2 separate regions of the Drosophila melanogaster genome follow, and region 2 is linked to region 1. Evidence: chromatin contacts called from public HiChIP or PLAC-seq data. All regions are on one chromosome and are shown on one strand. The core of a region is the stretch at or near the end of the contact, and the rest is flanking DNA. Distances in the headings are between cores, read along the strand shown.

Region 1 (4,996 bases), core at 1,291-3,790:
TTTCAATAAGCATTTCAATGTTACTTACAGGCACACCTCGTATGCATCGAATCTCTTGCTCCGTAAAAACCCGACTTCGTTACCATTGGGCCAATATCCGGAGGATGTGAAGTTTGGCGATCCTCGAGAGATCTCATTGCGGGTTGGTAACGGACCCACCTTGGCCTTTTCGGAGCAGGGTCTCCTTAAGTCCATTCAGCTTACTCAGGATAGCCCACATGTACCGGTGCACTTCAAGTTCCTCAAGTATGGCGTTCGATCGCATGGCGATAGATCCGGTGCCTATCTGTTCCTGCCCAATGGACCAGCTTCGCCAGTCGAGCTTGGCCAGCCAGTGGTCCTGGTGACTAAGGGCAAACTGGAGTCGTCCGTGAGCGTGGGACTTCCGAGCGTGGTGCACCAGACGATAATGCGCGGTGGTGCACCTGAGATTCGCAATCTGGTGGATATAGGCTCACTGGACAACACGGAGATCGTGATGCGCTTGGAGACGCATATCGACAGCGGCGATATCTTCTACACGGATCTCAATGGATTGCAATTTATCAAGAGGCGGCGTTTGGACAAATTACCTTTGCAGGCCAACTATTATCCCATACCTTCTGGTATGTTCATTGAGGATGCCAATACGCGACTCACTCTCCTCACGGGTCAACCGCTGGGTGGATCTTCTCTGGCCTCGGGCGAGCTAGAGATTATGCAAGATCGTCGCCTGGCCAGCGATGATGAACGCGGCCTGGGACAGGGTGTTTTGGACAACAAGCCGGTGCTGCATATTTATCGGCTGGTGCTGGAGAAGGTTAACAACTGTGTCCGACCGTCAGAGCTTCATCCTGCCGGCTATTTGACAAGTGCCGCTCACAAAGCATCGCAGTCACTGCTGGATCCACTGGACAAGTTTATATTCGCTGAAAATGAGTGGATCGGGGCACAGGGGCAATTTGGTGGCGATCATCCTTCGGCTCGTGAGGATCTCGATGTGTCGGTGATGAGACGCTTAACCAAGAGCTCGGCCAAAACCCAGCGAGTAGGCTACGTTCTGCACCGCACCAATCTGATGCAATGCGGCACTCCAGAGGAGCATACACAGAAGGTGAGCTTAGAAGTTTATTATATTAATATCAAAGAAAGTGGAAATGGTATTTATTTATAATTAACAATATTGTTTGACTAATTGTTCGTTCGTCAGCTGGATGTGTGCCACCTACTGCCGAATGTGGCGAGATGCGAGCGCACGACGCTGACTTTCCTGCAGAATTTGGAGCACTTGGATGGCATGGTGGCGCCGGAAGTGTGCCCCATGGAAACCGCCGCTTATGTGAGCAGTCACTCAAGCTGATCGCAACGTGTTATGGCAAAGGATAAAGCAGAAACTGAAGCCAAGCGACCATCTCACAACCTATGAATCTCGGACGCTAATCCACTGCAATACAGGCAATCTTCGTTTAATGTTCGACTTAAGCACTGACTGCACCGAAAGACGTAATGCGTAATCCATACTACGTATCATTTATTTATTCAAGCTTCCACACGAGGGTTTGGAAATTCAATCCTATGACGCAGCGGTGTATTTTTCGCACCCCCGTGTAACTACACGTTTTACTCTGTTTCCCCTAGTTTTTTACGTTTTTTTGTGATATCCATCCAGTCCCACAGCAAGCAATACATGTCTGTACTCGATATCCCCAATGGGGTTATTGCCTATAACAATGAATCGTAACTATAACTAACGTTTAACTGTAAAGTAGGCTTAGTGATAATGACGCAACTGCAATGATATTAATCTCGACGTTTGTTTTTTACAAATTGAATAAAATTGAGTCTCATTTAGAATCGACTTTTACGTGCTATTCTAAACTAAAAACATAACGACTGTTTTTATTCGAAAAAGGAAAGGATTTGTATTACTATTCAAAATCGTCATTTAGGCTTTAGTTAGAATCGTGTTGTTGGTAAGTTATGAATGCACTTTCTATGAATATTTAATTTTTCTCAGTAAACTAAAATAAATACATTTTAATTTAATTTTTAACATTACATTTAATTTTTTTTTTAATATTGTAAGTAATGAATGTTAGTAAACAGTTGATCTTTGCATTATTAAGTTTTGAATTTATGTGGATTATGAAACGAGCTTTTGAGACGACTAATTAAAGCCATAATCATGAGTTATAGTTTTAGTGGATGAAAAACAGAATGCAATCTTATCAGCTCCAGTGCGGGGTACTATTATTGCCAGAATGACCTACAGAGATAGAGATACTAAGAGCGCGGAATTGGAAAATGCACAATGGAAATGGAAATCCGGATTGAGTGTAAAGTGGTTGTTTTGGATAGAGAGCGAATCGCTGCGCAGTTCGCTCTCTTCAAAATCCGAAACGAGCAACGAAAGCAAAACCGAATCCGAATCGGAATCCGAATTCGTATTTGTATCTGTAAGATACGCTCTCGCGCTCTCTTCAACGACGACCATCGGAATTTTTCTATACAGAAACAAAAATCTCAGTCAGCTCGCTGTTTTCAAGTTTGGAATCCGCATTTCAGTTCAGTTGGATTCAGTCACAGAGTCAGAGCGTCAGATTCAGATCATCGTGGTCGCCAGTGAGTTTGTTTATATGTTTGTGGCTGCCTGTGTGTTTGCTTGTCAAGTTCTGCAACAAAAACAAGGCATCTAAACAAAAGTGGTTCAAAACAATTACGAGGAATAAAATCCAACTAAAACGAATAATAAAACACACAGTGTCGCTTAAATCGCAGAGTATCTGCAGCTCTAGTTCTTGTTGTTGTTGTTTTTTGAGGCGGACTGGAATTTAATTTAATTAAATCAAGTACGAATGTGTGCGTGAGTGTGTGTGTGTGTGTGTCTAAGCTGGGTTCTTGAGTTGTTCTTGTTCTAAGTTCTTTTTTTCGTGGCGTGTATCTGTGTGCGCGTGTCGTGTGCTGGTTTGCGTGTGCTTTTTGTGAACTACGTTTTGTTTCAATGCCAAAAAAAAGTATCTATGCCCTGGCATGTGCTCTCTCTCCATCTCTCTCTCGCTCGCTCATGCTGGTTACATAAATACTGGTAGAAGAAGTGGAAGAGATGGTGGTGAAGAAGGAGGAGGCGGAGGTAACAGAAATTGAAATACAAATTCAATTAACACCTGAAAACGAAAATCCAACTGGAACGCAAACGTCTGATTGGATAAGGAAAATAGAAAACGGGCAAACATGTGTTTGAATTTCCAACTCGTCTTCTTCTTCCCGTCCCTATGAAATGTTCAAAAGCAAAGCTCCTTGAAAGAGGAGGGTATAAAAGAATGTGGAAAAGAGCAGCAGAACCAGAACGAGAACACCAAAAAAAGAAAACGAAATTAACGACGTCACATAAAAGTGTGTCAAAGCAGCAGCTCACGCACACCAGCGTGCGCCAATTTGTATCTGTGTGAAGCTTTAGCTCTCTCCCTCTCTCGCACCGTCCCTCTCATTCGCTGATAAAACGCAACGCACACAGCGCGTATACATAATTTATATATTTATTTAAATGTTTTTCGTTTGCTCGCTTCGAACAACGAGTTTTTCTCGTTCTAAGACTGTCGCCTTTTATTTCTCGCTCCATCTTCCGATTTGAGCTCTTTTCAACATATGGCATTGCTCAATTATTATGTCATAAACAGTTTGAATGGCAAATATGCGATAGAAGTTCAATTCGTTCAAGGCGATATTATTTTTCAAGCTTTGCGTTTTTGGCGCAGGAAATGCAAAAGTTGTCGCTGACTTGCGTGTGGTTGTGTGCAGGAACGTGCAGCAATTTTCCAACGTTTGCATGAAAAACCTAGTGCCCTAATAAGCGAAACGAGAGAGAGAGAGAGAGTGAGAAAAGTCCAGAGCGCGAGAGCGAAGCTGTTTTCCCGCATTCGAATTTAAAAATCAATGTATAAAATGCAAAGCGGACAAAGAAAACACGCACGCACACACACACATTCCCGAGTCCGAATGTTAGATAGAAATGTGATCGGACGGGCACGTGTACGTGGCACACAGATACAAAAGAGCGCCAGAGAGCAGAGCGGAGCGCAGAGAGCGGAGAGAGTGGAAAAATGTTAAATTTTCAGCTGCTAGCAGCAAACGCAAAGTTGTCGTTAGAATCAAAAAAAGCACGCTGAGACAAGACGCGCACGAAAACTGAACGGAAAAACGTAAAAAGCAAAGGCGGATGAAGCAGTGCAAAAGGGAAGGCGTAAGCAGGCGCTAAATATTTTGAAAATATATATTAAAAACTTTGCGCTTCGCTTCGGTAACATATGTGTGTGTGTGTAATTGTTCTAAATTAAACCGCGAGCAACAACAGCAACAACAGAAGCAGCTGAGCCCGAAAAGTAAAAAGTCCCAAAATAAATTCAGGATCCACTACAACAACAACTACAGCAAAAACCACTGTCGCGTCTCGAAATGAAACAATAATTGAATAATTGAATTACCCAAATAACGAAGAAAAAAGCAAAGGAAAGCGCATAACGAGTAAAAGTTAAAAAGTCAAAAAAGTTTAAAACATATTGTAAAGCCGTACTGCGTAAGCCAGTCAGCGCTTAAAGTACCATATATAGGTGTTCTTATCTATACCCACACTCAATTAATTGCAGCTGAATGCACGACTCCTTGCAGAAAGGTGAATATATTTCAAACTAGTCATAAGTTCTTGGATTAAGCATAGTTTAACATAAGGCAGGTACATGTTGTGGTTCTCAGAATTTTCTAATGCAGAAAGGGAAATTTCTTTTTTTGTATCTTTCACATTGAAAGTATCCGTATTGATATGTGACGAGGAAATATGACTCAATTTATTTCAACATCTTTGTTAACATTTATTCCCCGTTGAATGATTCAAATTATTTAACTACCCAAATCTTTGGTTGACTCATTGTAAATAGTTATTTAGCTTATGGAATCTAGTTGAATTGTAGAATTTCGACTGAATTTAAACTTTAAAGTTTTCCCCTTTGCGCAATCGAATGAA
Region 2 (4,893 bases), core at 411-2,910, 85 kb after region 1:
CGACACATCTGCACTATGGCTACTCGTATTCATGTGCAATTCACTTGGGTCACTCCAGTTCAAACCTCGTCTTGGAGGCGTCTCTTATCAGCCTCCTTAATAAATGGGTGCATGCATCAGTTGGATTCCCGTTCCCATATAGCAGACGGTCCACAAATAACTCAGTTACACAAAGGCGGAGTTAGTCAATAAGTGAATTATACGTATAGATGGATCATCCGACTACGCAATTAATTAAATAATTCCGCAATAACGAATGTGAAGCGACGTCAGTAGAATGTAGGTAATTCTTTTATATAACTAAGATTACTCGGCTTGAGTTTCTTAAGAATTTCGTTTTATTAGAACTTGCAGTGGAGCAGCAGTATAACTAATCGTACGCCCAAAACCAGATCGAATTGGTACTCCAAATCGTCTATATAGGTAGGTACATTTCTATATAGACACCTATTTCTATTCTACACCAAAGCGAAAAAAAAACACTTTTATTCAACTCTGCTTCTTGTTGCGAAAAATATACGAACTGTATATGTGCATGTATTTTTATGGTTTCTCGCATGGGTTTTTGTATTTAATAAACTGATTAGATAAGATAGATGTCGGTGAATGCGGTGTACATAGGGAATTGGACTTGAAAGAGCAACGGCGATAAGTGGATGTGGAACCATGGCGAAAACCCATGGTTACCTGGTCAGAGGAGCCATCGAATCCCCAGAATCAGATTGGATCCGGGCAGATTGCAAGGGCACGCGCTGCCAATTAGGTAAATTAATTGAGGTTAATGCGGAGTGTTTATTGTGCCATAGGTCGCAATGAATTGATTAGCGACATTATGGATTGTATTGGATTGGGGCGACAGGCGATTCACGTACTCGGTTTCCTGCGACGTCCTCTAAATGGCTGTGTAACCATATAATTGTTTGATAACTAAAAATGGTATCGAGCCCATTATGGTGGAGAATCAAGTCGCCTGCCAAGATCCCCGAAGAATAAGAGAGCCCCACAACAGCGATTGGAATTGGAATTGGGACTGGAAGAGGAAGCGAGAGCAAGAGAGTTGGGATCGTAAACCGAAACAACTTGGCATTCCAGAGCTGTGGACGGATGGGCGGTCGGATCGGGGGAGGTTTGGTGGGGGGGGGGGGGGGGTGCGGTGACGTGAGCGCAATACAAAGTGACTCAGGTGATGGTGAAAAAGGAGGAACGATCACGAAGATAACTCTCCCAGTGAGTGAGATCTATGCTAATAGTGTTTACAGCCAAAGATAAATGTTGTTATTTTAACAGCTCGTGCAATCGCAGACCCACTGAGCGCCCACACCATCGCAAGGTCGTCGCAATTGGGTGTTATTGAATTCATTCTGCGCTGGATTCGACATTTGGCCAGCTAGCTGCTGGCGAGGATGAACTTAGTGGGATACGAGTGTTGCGTAGACGCTTTGAACTGGACGTACTTTTAGATACGGGACTTGTGTGCCCGTACTTTTATCCGTATGCGTACTATTTGCAATAATCAATCGAACAACACGTCTGGCTGGCGATGACGTGCGACTTGATCGCAGTGTGGATGTGGATTACTCGAACTGGCGGCGGCGAGAGTATAAAACCGGATAAACGAATAGCAACAACCGATCGCACGCGATGTCGTCGAACAACTGAACCTTTGGCGATTCCGATTCGTTTAGCTCGCAGAGTTCGAGTAGCTCGCAGATACGCGAAGAGCGAACGAAGAGAGCGCGGTGGAGCAGCTCTCTCTCTTAGCACTTGGCACACAATGTTTCCTTATCAAAGGTTTCGGTTTGGATAAGAAGAATTTGGCGAACTACAGCTCCAGGTTTCTAATCCCTATAAATATTTTTGCATTTCTTTTTGAGTAAATGATGTGATGTCTGCAATTCCAACTTAATGTTTCGTATTCAAGTTGATAACATTTTGGTTTGAATGCTTATTTTTAGAATACAGAAGCTCAATGCTCATATAAGTACATAAATAAGCCCATGATTAAAAACCACCATAAATAAGTTCATAATGATAAATTAGTTACTTCTATTTACGCATTTTCTACTACGAATAAAACGTTTGAATCAAACTTCGAAGTGCGTCAAATTATTAAGACTGAACTACTCACGCAATTACTTAACTGAGAACGCAAAATACTACTTTAAAGCTACTTGTGAGCTACAAATCCTGTTGCGTAATATCCCGCCCTGCAACCCGAGTATCTGGCATAAGCCATTAATCAACGACATTCCGCAAGTGCGTGCCTCCAAACTGGGCTTTATATCTGTCCGATGTAGGGGTAATTAAGCCAAAGAACCGCCTTGCGGGTTAGACCGAATAAAATGCGTTTACTGCGAGTATGTGGCACTGGCGTACATGAGTTCAATTAGCCGACACGTTGATGGGGCACTACATTAATTAGAATTACCACTGCACTGGGCAAGTCACTGCCGTACAAAGAATAAAGGTCAAGTGACAAAGGCTTCGACCCAGACCCAAAAAGTCGGGCGGTCACAGCAAAGAGAAGAGCCGGAAAATTATTAATACACAAATATGAATGTGCAGCATTTCCAATTAGGGATAGCTACTTAAGCGAACACATGAGCAACATGTGTGCCACTACTGCAAACACCAAAGATACTTCTGGAAGACTCTTGACAATGGGAATTGTACCAAAAGATATGAGCAGGTGCGGCGGAGCACTAAGGAGCACTCACAGGAGTAACTCAATGTGGCTGGGATGCAAATTGTTCCCAAGGTCGCAGGGTGAAATACTGTAAGGAATCAAATTCGCAGGCTAGAAAGGGCGACTATGCATAGCCAAGGGGCGAGACCAGATAATGTTGCAGAGTGTCTCCATTTCCCGTTTCCGGTCTGTCCGGACCGAAGGGAGCGGAGTGCAGTGTTGCTATTTCTGAACAGCACTCATATTTTATATCTTATCTCGTGCAAGCGGCCTGGAACAGCGAATCATGGGGGGGAGGACTGAAGTGACAAAAACAAATATAACTAGATCCAATAACAATCGTGGAAGGCTAGGAGTGATCCCCAATCAAATGCGCATGTGGCAGTGTTCAGAAACTGCGGGGCATTGCACCTTAGTTGGAAACCTAAAATAAATAAAAGAAACCTACATCTGACAAACTGTTGCCAAGGATTAAACGAGAATTTGGCAAAAAGCTTTAGGAAGCTATAATTTTCAACAGATGTTAGATTGTTACAAACACAATAAATGAACACCAGAAATTAGAAAACAAAGAAAAAAGCCCGTAAAAGATCTCTAATTTATATTGCTGATTCCATGACTTAAGAAATGGAAATTTAAGCATGCCCAAAATATGTAGATTAATTAAGATATTCTTCATTCTTCATTGGACGCAAGAGGAAAAAACAGCCGTCACACTGGAAGATAAGGACAGGCTTCCGAAAAATTTAAAGAAATTAACTCCGATATCAATCTTTCTTTTGATTGATTGTTTATATGTATAACAAGTCGGACCGTATTTTACCGCTTCTTTGGTTCACGTCATAGCTAAAAGATTATTATTTCATTTTTCTTTTTCGGATCTTTCAAGATAACCATTTAAAAGACCATTTTTTAATAAATAAATAAAACTTGCTCACAACGAAATTTTAAACAAATGAGCTAGGCATAAATATGATTCGAATACAATCGTATCACGACACTCATTCTTTACTTTTAAGAAATCGATAACATGTGTGTGCTCAGCAACTATCTCATCACTAACTAACTGTACGGGGTGTTGACAACATTTAAGTAAATTTCGTTCGACAATTGAGAAAATGCCTGAAAGCGACGTGACTAAAATGAAGGTAAGTTAAAAGATTAATATTAGGAGATGATCCCAATTATGTGTTCCTTTCCAGGTGGCGGATTTGAAGCGCGAGCTGAAGCTTCGAGGGCTCGCCGTGAATGGAAATAAAACCGAACTGCAGGACCGATTGCAGACCGCGTTATTAGAGGGGGACCTTTCTCTGGAGGATTCGGCCATAGCAGATGCCATTGACGACGACGATGTGTCTTTCACCGACGAGGATGAGCACAAGCTGCTGGGCGATGAGAACGACGATGAGCTACTGAAAAGTCCGGTTAGCACACCCACAACTGTGGCCATTCCGGACCTTCTAGCGGAAGAGAAGACGTCTTCGGCCCCAGATGCAGCTGCGCCGACCAAGAAAATAGTTCTGAAGCGAAATAATTCCCAGCAGTCGACGGGCACGGTAGCCAGCACGGGGACAACTCCATCGAAGGAGAACGAGGCGCCCGCTGCAGCTGCTAGTGACTCCACCGGCGAAACTCCTACCAAGAAGCATAAGCCGATTGTGGTCGGACCAAAGACGGAAGGAGAGAAGCCATCAGGCGACAAGAAACTTAACCAGCTGACTGCACAAGAGCGATTGGAACTGCGGGCCAAAAAGTTTGGCATAACACCCCCCGCTGTGGCCAACACTGCAACCGCAGTGGCAGTGGCCATCAATAAATCCTCTAGTGCCTCCATTACGGCCAACAAAGGTAACAAGGAAACCGAGGAGCAGCAAAAGGAGGCACTCAAAAAACGTGCCGAGCGTTTCGGATTCGTGGTGCCTGACAAAGCACCGACCTCAAAGGCCGATGATCGTCTCCAGAAACGGAAGGAGCGATTTGGAGCAGGAGCAGTCTCAGCAGCTACCACCACGCCTACCACAACTGAATCCAAGGACGCCTGGTCAGAGAAGGCGCGCGCTCGCTTGGAAAGATTCAAAACAGCCCCGTCCACAAATTAAGAAAAGCGAATATAATTATTTAAGCAAGCAAATACAATTGTAAATCATTTCGGGAGTAGGCCCTATCATGTATCAAACCCCAAAGCCACCAATGCTTGTAGTAATTAA

Evidence for each region. HiChIP or PLAC-seq counts read pairs in DNA pulled down with a chosen protein or histone mark.
Region 2: a Psq HiChIP or PLAC-seq map of the Kc167 cell line shows a contact between it and region 1, with 6 times the contacts expected there. The contact joins the promoter of RhoL here to the promoter of ps in region 1. A contact is called at or near these places in 36 of 107 Hi-C or Micro-C datasets (the D17-c3 cell line, the Kc167 cell line, the ML-DmBG3-c2 cell line and 14 more) and 3 of 6 datasets of contacts at active chromatin or transcription factors (the Kc167 cell line and the S2 cell line).

Annotation. Positions count from the first base shown.
Region 1 is chr3R:9,415,400-9,420,395 of dm6, forward strand. It overlaps ps (pasilla), which reads left to right and starts at 2,541. Exons shown (of 7, transcript NM_001202270.2): 1 at 2,541-2,601. alpha-Man-IIa (alpha-Mannosidase class II a) reads left to right here. Exons shown (of 5, transcript NM_079567.3): 4 at 31-1,093; 5 at 1,190-1,865. The coding sequence ends at 1,339.
Region 2 is chr3R:9,500,921-9,505,813 of dm6, forward strand. RhoL (Rho-like) reads right to left here and starts at 1,661. Exons shown (of 4, transcript NM_079568.3): 1 at 1,455-1,661. CG8149 reads left to right here and starts at 3,736. Exons shown (of 2, transcript NM_141641.4): 1 at 3,736-3,834; 2 at 3,889-4,893. The coding sequence starts at 3,805. The coding sequence ends at 4,785.